Regions from separate parts of the Sus scrofa genome. Here region 1 is linked to region 2. The links are chromatin contacts, called in public promoter capture Hi-C maps. All regions are on one chromosome and are shown on one strand. The core of a region is the stretch at or near the end of the contact, and the rest is flanking DNA. Distances in the headings are between cores, read along the strand shown.

The links. Promoter capture Hi-C pulls out the DNA fragments that hold promoters and counts their contacts.
Region 1: a contact with region 2 is called in a promoter capture Hi-C map of fetal liver, with 2.6 times the contacts expected there. The contact joins the promoter of HSPA4L here to the promoter of ABHD18 in region 2. A contact is called at or near these places in 2 of 5 promoter capture datasets (fetal liver and liver), 8 of 47 Hi-C or Micro-C datasets (fetal heart ventricle, heart right ventricle, liver and 3 more) and 1 of 2 datasets of contacts at active chromatin or transcription factors (alveolar macrophages).

What each region holds. Positions count from the first base shown.
Region 1 is chr8:97,082,470-97,089,554 of Sscrofa11.1, reverse strand. It overlaps HSPA4L (heat shock 70 kDa protein 4L), which reads left to right and starts at 1,315. Exons shown (of 20, transcript XM_021101609.1): 1 at 1,315-1,652. The coding sequence starts at 1,546.
Region 2 is chr8:96,922,252-96,929,161 of Sscrofa11.1, reverse strand. ABHD18 (protein ABHD18) reads left to right here and starts at 4,300. Exons shown (of 14, transcript XM_013978904.2): 1 at 4,300-4,459. The coding sequence starts at 4,300. It overlaps MFSD8 (major facilitator superfamily domain-containing protein 8), which reads right to left and starts at 4,099. Exons shown (of 12, transcript XM_021101605.1): 1 at 3,915-4,099. The coding sequence starts at 3,979.

The DNA of each region.
Region 1 (7,085 bases), core at 66-2,565, 160 kb before region 2:
ACAAATTGGGCAAGAAGGAAAAGAAATCGCACAAGGAATTGGGCGAGAAGGAACAGGCAATCCAAGAAGACCTGAATGTCAAGGAACAGAAGCACGAAGAACTGGATGACAAGGAACAGGAAACCCACGAAGAACTGAACAGCAAGGTACAGAAAACCTACGAAAAACTGAACAAAGAACATGAAACCCACAGAGAAAAGAACGAGAGCCAAACATCGTAAGTGAACACTATAACTTGGTTAAGTTTCAGACAGATGACAGATGGTGTTCAAATGAAGAAAGCAAATAGCTGGGCCATAGGAGGCTCTTTTCCTGTGGACAAAGGGCAGAGGCTGGAGGCAATGCACAGGCTTGCCCGATGGCAGAGACACCTAGACATAAGGTTGCTTTCCTGTAAAACTGGTTTTCAGAGGAAAAGCTAAGTGGAGGAGATCGCAGCTTTTAGGATAGTGTGAGGACAGTTACGTGAACGGAAAAATTGTCAGTATGTCATTTCTTGACATAAGTGGTTTTTTGGTTTTGGCTTGCTTTTTGGTACTTCAATCCCTGGTAAGGGGAAAAACAAAAACAAAAACACCCTAAAATGTGTTCATTTGGCTTTCACACAAAACACCATAGTTTGCGAAGAGAAAAGGCTTGGGATCGGCGGCGCCCCTTGGGGAGAGGCGAGGCCGCCACTGTCCGCACAATGGGCGCCACCTCACAGAGCCAAGCGTGGCGGGCGGGGGGCGAGGTCGCGCAGACTGACTGCCAGCGCGCCGGACTGCGGCACATGGCCCCTTCGGGGCGGCGAGGCCGGCGGGTGGGTGCTGGGGCTGCGGAGCGGCCCTCGGAGGGAAAAAGCGAGGCGGCGGCACCGGGCCAGCATCCGCCAGCCGGCGCGTCCGACTCGGGGTAGGCCTGGGCACTGTCCTGCCGCTGTATCTGGCCAGTCTCCGTTGCCAAAACAACCCGAAGGGGTCCTTCCAAACACGTGGGCAAACGGCCGTGCGGGCAGCAGCTTTCTACTAGCCCAACCGCACTGCGCCCAGCTGCCGCGCGGTGGCGAGCGAGCCAGCTCTGTTTCCCCTCCCCTCTACTCTCCCTGATCCTCCCCTCTCCCCCTTCTCCTCCCTCCCACTCCCGGCTGGCTCAGCTGCCTCCATTTTCCAGATCTTTCTCGAACCCGCAGCTCCTCGGGCAGCCGTTGCCCGAGTGCTGACGGAAGCGGCCGAAGTCGAGGTCGGGAGCAGCCTCCGGCGCGGAGCGGCAGCTCGTGCGCCTCCCCGGCGGCCGAGCGCGCAGGCGCAGACCCCAGTAACTGCCGGTTGGAGGCGGCCGAACCGCAGTGGAGAGAGACCAGGGCGGCGGAGGTTGCGGCGCAGGCGGCCTCCACCTCCTCCGAGGTTCCCCAACGCACTGCCCTAGATTTATTGCGCAGCTGCTTGGGGTCATCTCTTCTTTGCTTCTCGTAGGAGTCGCAATTCCAGGAGCAATAGCCCAAACGAGGACGCGGTTCCCGCACAGAGGGCTTCAGCACCATCTCCCCGACCATTAGGCGGCGGGATGTCTGTGGTTGGCATTGACCTCGGCTTTCTCAACTGCTACATCGCAGTAGCGAGGAGTGGCGGCATCGAAACCATCGCTAATGAGTACAGCGATAGGTGTACCCCGTAAGTGCCTTGTCTGTTCATAACCCTAGAAAACGTTTTATCCTGACCCTTAAGTTTGTTCCGCCTGCTGCTTCCTTCTGATGCGCAGAACTCGGAGATGACAGGTGAGGTCCATCAGTTGCAACCGCGGGTTGGCGGGCCCAGGTGGGAATCGGGCTTCCCCGCCCCGCGAAGCTGCTTTTCCTTCAAGGACAAGGGATTTAACTCTAATAGTTCGTGCATATCTCCTTTCTGTACCCACACACACCTCCCCCATATCCCCACCCCACGCCTCTGTCCCCTGGCGGCCCGGCTTTAGTTTTTTGGTAAGGGGTTGATGTGGGATCACTTCAATGTCCTGAATATTAGAGAAATATCTTTGGTTACCCCTCCCTAGTGGGGCTTGTGTGGGATTATTGGCCGCAGGCAGGTGTCCCCGCTGTGTAAAAGATTCCTTATTCGTTCTGCCTTAACTCCTTTCCGCAAATGTCTGCGTGACAGCTTTCTCTCAGAAAAGTAAGACATGAAAGCTTAAGCTGCATACATCAGAAGATGAGTTGCAAGTTCACCTGGGCCAGAAAGCTTTTTTTTTTTTTTTTTTTTTTTTAAGAAGGGGTTGAAGTGTTCAGGGTTTTAACTCCGTGTCCTTGAGAATAGAGGTAATCGGACTAGTTTCCAGGGGCTCGGGTTAATGGTGCACTAATGGGGAGAGCATCAGGGATGGGAGTCACTGGCTTCAGGTGTTGGTAAGGATCGTCCACTAAAGTAGTGGAATTAGAACCTACTCAAAGCGTGTTTCTACAGAATTGTTGGAGAGTCTGAGGTGGCTGTCTTGTGTAAACATGATTGTGAAGTGTTTCTATTATGAACAATTGATGAAGGAAGGAGAGGCATTATGTCATGGAAACATGTTTCCACATGTTTGTTTCTCTGGTCTGGGAAGTTTGTTAGCAGGGAATGTAAGACCAGGATTGTGAAAAACTAGCTTCTTATTGTAGGCTGTTGTTGCCAGTGATTTTATGAGCAAACCAACTGTTCATGTCTTAACTTTCTGTGGAGAGGAAACTAAGTATATTAATTTGCCCCTTCTGAATGGTCCAAAGTATAACACTTTAAATATAAGACTAATCTTGTCAAAGACCAGTGTTAAGCCTTTTAAATAATTATATTATGAATAATTTAAATTGTATCAAGGAGATGTTGACACATAGCATACTTGAAGCAGTTTGTGCTTTGGTTTCTTTTCGAGAATATTTTAGAAGGATTTATACCGCCTTTTTCTAGGTATATGCATTAATTTCTTCTGGAATTTTATATTTTTTATAAAATATAAAATGTTTATATTCTCAAATGTGAGCGTATATAAGTTAATCATCATAGTACTGTTAGAATTCTTGCTTCTTTTTATATCTTTTTCTGACTTTTATGCACATGAGAAAGTGAAGCAGTAATTGTGAACTGTTTATGATTTAATCTCTATAAGATTTTGTTTTAAGCCTCAACAGATAGAGGTTTCTGCCAGGAAAGGACTAGGAAATTCTACTCTCCTCTTTCAGCAGAGTAAAGGTTAAATGGGGGCAGTCTTTAGCTTCAGGGACTTAGCCTATGGAGAAAAAGTGAGAGGTGGGATGGACAATCCCCCAATTTAGCCTTACCCTAAAAGATCAGGAACCAGAATTGAAGAACAGATACTGCATTTCCAGGCTCAGAAATCTTAGTAATGGATCATGACTCTTTAAAGAGCCTGACCAGACTTTCAAAGAGAGTACTTTAAAAATTAGGCAGCTCCTTTGAGAGGCTCAGATGTCTCATGGCTGTGGCTTAGGCCAGCAGCTACAGCTCCTATTCAACCCCTAGCCCGGAAATCTCCATATGCGGCAGGTGAGGCCCTGGAAATTTAAAAAAAAAAAAAAAAAAGGCTGCTCCTTTGAGTCTTCTAGCAGTCTCTTTGTTAATATACTTTTTTTTTTCTTCACCTTTTCTTTTTCTTTAAGGGCAACACTCACGGCATATGGAAGTTCCCAGGCTAGGGTTAAATGGGAGCCGTAGCTGCCAGCCTATACCATGGCCACAGCCACGCCAGATCCGAACCGTTATCTCCTGCCTACACCACAGATCACGGCAATGCCGAATTCTTAACTCGTTGACAGAGGCTAGGGATTGAACCCAAGTCCTCCTGGATACTAGGCAGGTTCATTACCACTCAACCATGATGGGATGGGAACTCCCTCTGTTAATATTCTTAAGCACATTGGCAAATTCTGTGTGGCTGAGATTTAATGATTTTTCTGAGTTGTATGTAAGAGAGTCACTTCTAATATTTAGTTTTAATGAGCCTAATTCAAAGTAGGAACTTCTAAAAGTTAAAGGATTGTATTCCTAGCTTGTATCAGCAACTCTACCCTTCTTTCTCTGGCTGTGTACCATTATTTACCTCAGGAATACATTTTTTTTTTTATTGTTCCTGAACTAATACTTCATTGTAGCCCAGTGTTCTTACATTGTATATTTATTTTGTGGGGCTTAAGTTATTGAGGAACAACATGGCCCTTCCCGATCCCTGGGCATTTATTCATTAAATGTCTGTTTTGCAAAGGAGTGGGTTAAGGATCCGGCATTGTCACTGCTGTGGCTCTAGTTACTGCTGTGGCGCAGGTTCGCTCCCTGGCCCAGGAACTTCCTACATGATTACATATACATGGGAGAATCATATGTATAAGCTAGAAAGAACAATTTAATGAAAAAGACAATCACTTAACTTTTGGTCCACAATTGAAAGACCAAGGGCAAGTAATTAACCCTGTTCTTCAGATTCACCTTCTGTAAAGTTGGGAATGCATATACTGGCCTCTTTCATCTCATGCATAAATTGAAGAAAATATTCTTATTTTTTCTGAATATTTTCTTATTTAAAATTATCACACACAGATAGTACATGTTCATTGTAGAAGTATGGGCATGTTAAAAGATGGGAATGGTAATTTTAATTTTTGCACCCAGAAATTAAAGATCCAGATGATTTTCTCTGTATTTCAAAGGTAGATTATATTTTATATTATTTTTGAGGCTCTCTTTTATATAAACATATTTCTTTTTTTTTTGGTCTTTTTTGTTGTTGTTGTTGTTGTTGTTGTTGCTATTTCTTGGGCCGCTCCCGAGGCATATGGAGGTTCCCAGGCTAGGGGTTGAGTCGGAGCTGTAGCCACCGGCCTACGCCAGAGCCACAGCAACTCGGGATCCGAGCCGCGTCTGCAACCTACACCACAGCCCACGGCAACGCCAGATCGTTAACCCACTGAGCAAGGGCAGGGATCAACCCGCAACCTCATGGTTCCTAGTCGGATTCGTTAACCACTGCGCCACGACGGGAACTCCTAAACATATTTCTATAACATTAGTTTTAGTGTTTGTATAATGATTTCCTTAATTTAATTAATCCCTTATTGGATATTTAGGGTGTTTATATTTTCTTTTTACAATCAGTGCTGTGATAACTATCTTTGAACTAAATTTTCGACCTTTAATTCCTTCATATAAGTTCCTAGAAGTAGAACTACTGATTGTATACATTTTTAAGGCCTTAGATATGTTTGTACCATTCAGTTAAATACAAATGTAGGAGTTGGACTTTCCATTCCAGACTCAGCTCAAAATAATTTGTTTCATACATGGGGAAAGAAAACTGCAGCCAAGAATCCTTATGCAATATCAGATTAAAGTATGTGGTCAGCGAAAACATGCTGCCTGTATATATTGATAATAGTGATTTCTGTGCGGCAGGCATTGCGTTTGCACTGTCAAACATAACACACCAATTCTGTGAGTTTGGTAATAATAGCCATCTTTTTCCATTGGGGTGTAATGGGACAAATTATCTGGCCCAGCAGTTAATGTATGGAGAAGTGTCTTTGCTTAAATACCAGTAAACTCATCTATTTTTTGGCTAGTTTCTAAGAAATATTATCTTGTTTTAAAATGTCACTTTAGGAGTTCCTGTTGTGGCACAGTGGAAATGAATCCGAGTAGTAACCATGAGGTTTCGGGTTCCATCCTTGACTTCACGCAGTGGGTTAAGGATCCCACATTGCCTTGAGCTGTGGTGTAGGTCACAGATGTGGCTCCGATCCCACATTGCTGTGGCTGTGGTGTAGGCTGGCAGCTGAAGCTCCAATTCAACCCCTAGCCTGGGAACCTCCTTATGCCGCTGGTTTGGCCCTAAAAAGCAAAATGCAAAAAATAAAAAAATAAAATAAAATGTTATTTTAATATGCTTTTAAATTATTTTAAAAACATGTAAAAATCTTAATTTAGAAATTCATTAGAAATATGTATACTCAAAATAGTGTAAACATGGAGGAAAACAGTGTACAAAAACTATATGCTGTTAACATTAGCTGTTTCTTGAAAGTGTAATTATGGAAATTTTGCTTTTAATAAACAATTTGTAATGTTTTGAGTTTTTATGAACTTAAATAAGGAAAATGGATTTTTTTTTTTTTTTTTTTTTTTTTTTTTGTCTTTTTAGGCCTTCACCTGTGGTACATGGAGGTTCCCAGCTAGAGGTTGAATCAGAGGTTTAGCTGCTGGCCTATACCACAGCCACAGCAACGTGGGATCCAAGCCGCCTGTGTGACCTACACCACAGCTGATGGCAATGCCAGATCCTTAACCCAATGAGCCAGGCCAGTGATCGAACCTGCATCCTTATTAGATGCTAGTCAGATCCCAAATGGATCTTTTTAATGAAACTATTATTACAAGACATTTTTGTAAAGTATACATATTTGTTTTATCATCAAAACTCTGGCTGGTTTTCTGTCTTCATTGCTTTTTTCCTATATCTTTACAAGTGAGTATATAATCTGAAAATATGAGAAAGTATTTATATACTACATCTTATATGTGAGATGGTTTCTTCAATGCACAAAAATAGAAATCACTTACCTTGCACCATTGAAAATAAAAGTTTTTATACATATGAAATGCCAAACTCTAGATGTTAGTAGTGGCTAGTTGGGTAGGAGGACTTTTTATAGTAATAGCAGTTTGGGATAGAAGATTTTTACATTGTTTTACTATGAGCTTATATTAACTTTGATTTAAAATATTTTAAATACTGAAGAATTATGTAAGTAAATCTCCTGTCTCTTTGCCTTTAGTATGTTTCTGTATGTATGCAAATGTACATGTATATATATATACATATATAAACTGGGATGTTTTTCTGATTGTTTTTAACAAAAGTAGAATTTGTTATACATATTTTGCAATTGCTTTTTTCCAAAATACATTGTGAATATTTCAGACTTGCTCATATGACTTTAACTTACCTCATTCTTTTTAATGATTGTACAGTATTCCATTGATAGATACACTATTAGTGTACATTTCAAAAAATTTTGCTGTTGACAAAAAACTTCAGTGTGTAGCTTCCCTTTTTTTAAAAAAAAAAAT
Region 2 (6,910 bases), core at 3,051-5,550:
ACTGTCCTTAAATCAAGTTATTTTTATTATATTTTCTTAACCTTGATGATTCAATCAGCTGTGTCACATGGCTGATAGTAAATTTCCAAAGGCTTCTTTCTTATCGCCAGGGAATAAAGAAGGAATGCTGTACTTTCAAGGTGATTTAACTTTTTTTTTTTTTTTTTTTTTTTTAACAGACACAGCCATGGCATATGGAAGTTCTCTGGGCAGTGACTGAGCCTGAGCCACAGCTGTGGCAACGATGGATCCTTTAACACACTGTGCCCAGCCAGGGATCAAACCTGTGCCTCTGCAGCAACCTCGGCTACTATAGTCAGCTTGGATCTCGAGTTGCTGTGGCTCTGGCGTAGGCTGGTGGCTACAGCTCCAATTAGACCCCTAACCTGGGAACCTCCATGTGCCGTGGGTGTGGCCCTAGAAGACAAAAAAAAAAAAAAAAAAAAAAAAAGACAGAAATAAACTTAGAATGTTCTATAAAGTTATCTTCCGGAGTTTCGCTCAGATCCCACGTTGCTGTGGCTCTGGTGTAGGCTGGCAGCTACAGCTCCAATTGGACCCCTAGCCTGGGAATCTCCATATGCCACGGGAGTGGCCCTAGAAAAACGCAAACACACACACACACACACACAAAAGTTATCTTCCATATGACCATCAGTCCTAGTAATACTTATTTCACAAAGACTAGACCTAAGTTGCAAAGAAAAAAAAATTTTTTTTCCCCACAGCCATACCTGTGGCATATGGACGTTCCTGGGTTGGGGGCCAGGGGTTGAATGAGAGCAGCAGCTGTAGGCAACACTGGATCCAAGCCTCATCTGTAACCTATGCTACAGCTGTGGCAACACCAGATCCTTAACCCAGTAAGCAAGGCCAGGGATCGAACCCACATCCTTACAGAGATTATCTTGGGTTCTTAACCTGCTGGGACACAGTAGGAACTCCTAAAGTTACAAAGAAATATTTTAAGCATCTGTAATACTTTAGGATATTCTAAGAGAGGGATCAGCAAACTACAGTCTACAGGCCAAACCTGGCCTACCACCTGTTTTTTTATAGCTCATGAGCTCTAAGAAAGGTTTACGGAAGTATATTTGTGATCAATTTGATGACAGAAAACACTATCTTTGAGGAAGTTCCCTTGTGGCACAGTGGGTTAAGGACTAGCATTGCCACAGCCGTGGCACAGGATACAAATGCAGCTCAGGTTCGATCCCTGGCCTGAGGAACTTCCACATGCCCAGGTGCAGCCAGAAAAGAAAAAAAAAACATTAACTTTAAATTCTATTTAAACCACATACCATTCCCCACTCCCAATGAATTCTATTCTTCTCATTATTAGATTTGTATTACAAAAAATTGTACTCATTATATTTTCATTTTCATTACTACAAAATTTTGTGGAGGAGTTCCCATTGTGGCTAAGGGGTTAAGAACCCGACTAGTTAGTATCCATGGGAATGCAGGTTCGATCCCTGGCCTCCCTTAGTGGATTAAGGATCTGGCAATGTTGCAAGCTGCAGCAGAAACTGCAGATGCAGCTCTGATTTGGCCTGGCTGAGGCATAGGTCAGCCCTGATTTGACCCCTAGACCAGGAACTTCCATATGCTGCAGGTGCAGCCAAAAAAAGAAAAAGAAAAAAAATGTGGAAATTTGTTTTGCTACCTAAATACTTATAATTTTTATTTTGCCTCTTAGCCTGCAAAGCCTAAAATATTTACCATCTGGACATTTAGAGATAAAGTTTGCCAATCCCTGCTCTCTTAAAACTCTATGAATAGGTCATTGGGGTTCAATGAGATTCACCACATCAGTAAATCAGAACCAAGCTTCTTGGTAGTGAAAGGTTAGTGGTGAACTGGGCCCCATGTTTTTGCAATTTACTCAAAGTGAACAGGGTTTGCCAATTAGTTTTACATATGTTCTCCTTACTAGGGATCCAATTATGTTTTTAAGGCAGTATACTTACTGAATTGATTTCAAAATCCTCCCTTTTTATTTTAAAAATTTTAACCTAGAATTAAATCAGGTATTGTTTATGGACAGAACATCTGAATTTAGATGGGCCCTAATGAGTATCAGTTGCCTGGACATAACTGAAGCTAAGAAAAAAAAGTTTATTTATTTATTTGGCTGCACCTGCAGCATATGGACGTTCCCGAGCCAGGAAACCACCCCGTGCCCCCCACATCCCCACCAAAAATGAATCCCTTTTTAAAGTAGGTTCATTTGGACAAGATAACAGAATGTACCATAGGACCACATCTAACCATAACTCAATGTGGTTTTTTTTGGGGGGGGGTAGGTTGGTTGGTGTTGTTTTTTAGGGCCCCACCCGAGGCACATGGAGTTTCCCAGGCTAGCGGTCCAATTGGAGCTGTAGCAGCCGGCCTAAACCACAGCCACAGCAATTTGGGATCCCAGCCGTGTCTGCGATCTACACCACAGCTCACCGCAATGCCAGATCCTTACCCCACTGAGCAAGGTCAGGGATTGAACCCAAATCCTAGTGGATGCCAGTCGGGTTCATTAACCACTGAGCAACGACGGGAACTCCTAACCATAACTCAGTGGATAGATCCTGAAATCTATCTGGAAAACCAAGAAATAGCAAGACCAAAAAGATGGTGAGAAAACCAAAGCCACAAAGTCCATGCACTCAAGCTCATGAACTCAATTAAAAGGAGAATTCTTTTTATCTTTCAATCACAACTTCCAGGTTCTAACTACCCACAATTCTATTAAGCTTAGTTAGATATATGATTTTCAAAGGCACAGCAAACCAGAACACCCCGTGTAAAGTTGCGAGGAGAGGTTTGCAGACAGTAAAACAAACAACAGATTAAAAAATAATAATAATAAACAAAAAACGATAAGGAATAGTCTATGAAGAACAGTTAGGCAAAAAAAAAAAAAAAAAAAACTAAAAAGCATAGGTGAAAATTATAGCAGTGTAGAACAAATCAGTATAGAAGTAAATAGGCCCAAATGCCTCCTTAGGCCGGCTGGATGTCACTTTGCTACAACATATTTCATCACTGGCATTCATTTTAATGATCTCAAGATAAAATGTAAATAAAATTGCATTCCATATATTGTTTAGTAAATCAAGGACCAGAGAAATACATTTTCCAAATGGTTTCAAAGTGACTTCTAAAAAAGGTTTGGTGCTTAAGAGAGATAAACGAGCAAAAAATTAACAGAATCAGAGACAGCTGAAGTTCAGCTGTGACTTAATTAACTTGATTTAATAATTATGTTTAAAATGATTCTTAGCTCCGTTTTCCTAAAGGTGAAAATACTTCACTGTTTAGTAAGAAACAAACTATAACAATTCTGAATCACAGTCCATAAACTAGAACCAGAATAATCAGAATAGTAAGGGTCAAAATACACTTCGTCCCTTAACTGTTTAAAAATAAGTATTTATACATTTGGCATAGGACAAAAGTGAGTTCGTCTTGGGTTTATCTGCTAAAAAAGTATCAAGAAGTTAGCAGGCAATTAACTGAACACTAAGACCAGTTATTTTCAAGTACCTATTAAAACCATCATTTTCGAACTTTTATGAAATGTGTAAAGTGATCAGTTCTGTAAAGGGTCAAATGCAAAACTTAAAAAAATAAAGGGCCAAATGCAGAGCGCAGTTGCTTGGCTGCTGCATAACTGTTGTGAAGGTCCAAGAGGCTATCTGCCTTTCTATAACCCCTTCACCACAACCCGCCAACTCAAGGCGCCCCCGAGCCGGACGCGGGTTCTCTGAAGTAGAAGCGCATCTCCGGGTCTCGCCCAACCTGCCGCGGCTCCCGCCGCCTAGGCACCCCTCATTGCACCAGCTAAGGCTGACGCGAGGAAAAGCGTAAGTCCCAAGTGCGCAGGAGGGTGAGATGGCCTCCCCCCAACATCCGCTCACCTGCTTCCTGGTGTATGGTCTCCTAAGAGGGGCTCCTGTTCAGCCCCGACCCCAAAGCTCGCCATAGTTAAAGCTCCCACAAAGCTAGAGGTCAACTCTCGCGACACCTCCTACTCTCTCCCATTCCAGGAGGCCCGAAGGTGTCAGAACAGGCCCGCAAGTGCGCATGCGCACCCGACAACCAGAAGTGGGCGGAGCGTGCCAGGTCAGAGGCGGGGTCACGAAGAAGACAGGGCGGGGCGGGGCCGTGGAGATGACAGGGTTAAGGGGTGGGTCCTGAGGTCTGAACCTCCTCCTGGCGTTTCCGCCTCTCCGCCTCCAGGGACGACCTGAAGGAGAGCCAGAGAGGGGGCGTATCCAAACAGCCGCCCCGCCCAGGGTTCGTATGCCTTCCTATGCTTCCCTGTCCGCTACCTCTCGCACCTCAGTTCCTGGAGAGTGTGGTGAAGCTGCGCTTGCGGTTCAGCCCGAAAACAAGTCCCGGGAGAGATCGGTGGCGCAGGGAGTCTCGGCTAGCTGGATAGCAGGCGTCCGCCCAGCGGCCAGTGAGTATGTATCCAGTCCAGGCCGCGCTTCCCAAGCCTCTTGCAGCGCTGCCTACGTGCCAGGAGTCAGGGGCTGAGAGCGCAAGGCTTGGCGGGAGACTCGGGGGTCTGGAGCCCTGGGGAGGGTGGAAGTGCTCGGGCGGGTCCGAGTGAGGTGGGCTGGCGGGCTCTCCCCTCTGTGGAAAGTGGAGGTGGTGACGCGCTGTGCTTTATCTCGCCTGGTTAACTGCAAAGGCCCCTTACCCATAGTGCCTTGTTGAGACCTGGATTGAAGATGGGGGTCCTCCAGCCCCTCCTAACCTGCTGATCCCCAAATTGGAACCCCACCGCCGCCTGCGTGGACTGTGGGCTTTCAGCCTTGCAAGATACCAATCAGCAGAGCCTGCTGCTGTAACCTGGAGGTTAGAAAAGGCACAGCACAAGTTTGACAATGGCCAGCTCTTTTCATCACAAGGAGAATATTTTTAGAAAATAGGTTATGGGTTGTTTTTGTTTGTTTGTTTTCGGTAGATCGAGGTGCTGTTTCTTTTCTGGTGCTTACATATTAACATCTTACCTCTACAAGCAGACTTGTAAGCTAATTGGTGCAGTAGTCATGTGTGTCATAGTTAGCACTAGATACATCTTTATGTGATTTCATTTGATCACAACTATGGGATAGGTAAAGCAGACACATTTATAATTTACAGAGAACTAAGGCCCAGAAAAGTTAATAACTTACCCAGAGTCACTCGGTGTGAAAATGGCCGAGTTGGGACCCAAATTAAACTGTTTTCGATCAAAATGAGCACTTACTCTATTCCAGGCCCTATACTAGTTATGTACTGTATGGTATAAGCCATCACTTTTGATCTTTGTCTTGTTTGTAACCTTGTGTGTAGTCTATTAGATACAGTCCACTGACTTAACAGCTAAACTTGAAATAGGTTTTCTCTTAGTACAGAATTATCTTCTGAATACAGACCTAACTTTGTGTACTTGGATTCAGTCTTGCAAATTTGTAACAGCTAACAAAAACATATCAGATTCCTATGATTGGTCCAAGAAGTACATGGGTAAAATTAGTTTTTTGTTTGTTTGCCATAATGTTGGCTTACTGTGTCTTTGGCTTCTTTTTTAAAAAAATCTCTGGAGTTGTAGCAAATATACAGATGTATATTTAACTAAGGAACTTTAACCAATATTGCATAAGCATAATGATTACTAAACAAATGCACATTGAATGAATACTTATTGAATTACCTCATTTCACCCCTGCAACAATCCTCTGAGGTGGGATTGTTTCAAGCATACAAGGAACTTGAAAGTAAGAGATTAAATAATTTGCCTAGGGTCACACCTCTAATAAGCAATGATCTTGAATCCAAGAAACAGAGGACTCCTTACTATAAAACCTATGCTTTTCATCACCAGCCCACCTTCAAAAAGAATATTAAGAAGATAAGGATCTGGCGTTGCCGTGAGCTGGGGTATAGATCGCAGACACAGCTCGGATCTGGCATTGCTGTGGCTCTGGCTTAGGCCAGCAGCTACAGCTCTGATTAGACCCCTAGCCTGGAAATCTCCATATGCCTCGAGTGTGGCCCTACAAGGACAAAAGACCCAAAAAAAAAAAAAAAAAAAAAAAAAAAGAATATTAAGAATCTTTTCCTGTATCTCTTAAAATATTTCAAAACAAGTAATCAAATTTTATATAAATGAAATAACTTGATATTATGTATTAGACCAGATATTATCTCTTTTTTATAGTTTAAGGTGGCTTACTCAAGGTCACAGACACTGCTAGTAGAGGAACCCAGGTCTTTTGACACTGCTATTTTCCATTGCTGCCTCCAAGTGATGACTCTAGGTGGCAAAAGCACATGGAATGAGTACATGTGCAACTGGTGAGATCTAAATAAGCTCTATGTATTGTACCAATTTAAAAAAAAAAAGAACAAATCATTTCATGGGAACATGCACAAACAGAGCACCCAAAGTAAACATTAAAAAAAATTTTTTTTAAACTTAATTTTTTTAAAACCCATGGAAAGGAAGAACTAAATTTGAAGAGATTTGATTATTTGCTAAATGTTTCACATAAGCATATAAGAGAGCCCACCTGTTGGATTTCCTTAGATGACTGCTTAGAATAGAATAGAGATAGACTGCTAGAAGAGATACCCTCCCCCCAAAAATAAAATTCCTGTTTTCCTACTCTTCTCCAGCATAGGATTAAAAGAAATTAGATGTCAAGGTCGGGTAGTAGGTTTTAGTAGTGGCTATCTGGGCCATCTAAACCCTAGTATAAGTTACTACTTAAGCTTATATTGAAAATAAGTGATTCAAAAGTGAAGTTATAAGATAAAAATTGGGCCTGCATTTTTGCGGGGTAAAGTTCTTGTACATGGTGGTGGGGTTTTTAAAAATTTTATTTTATATATGCTTTTGAGATATGTACCAAACATGAGG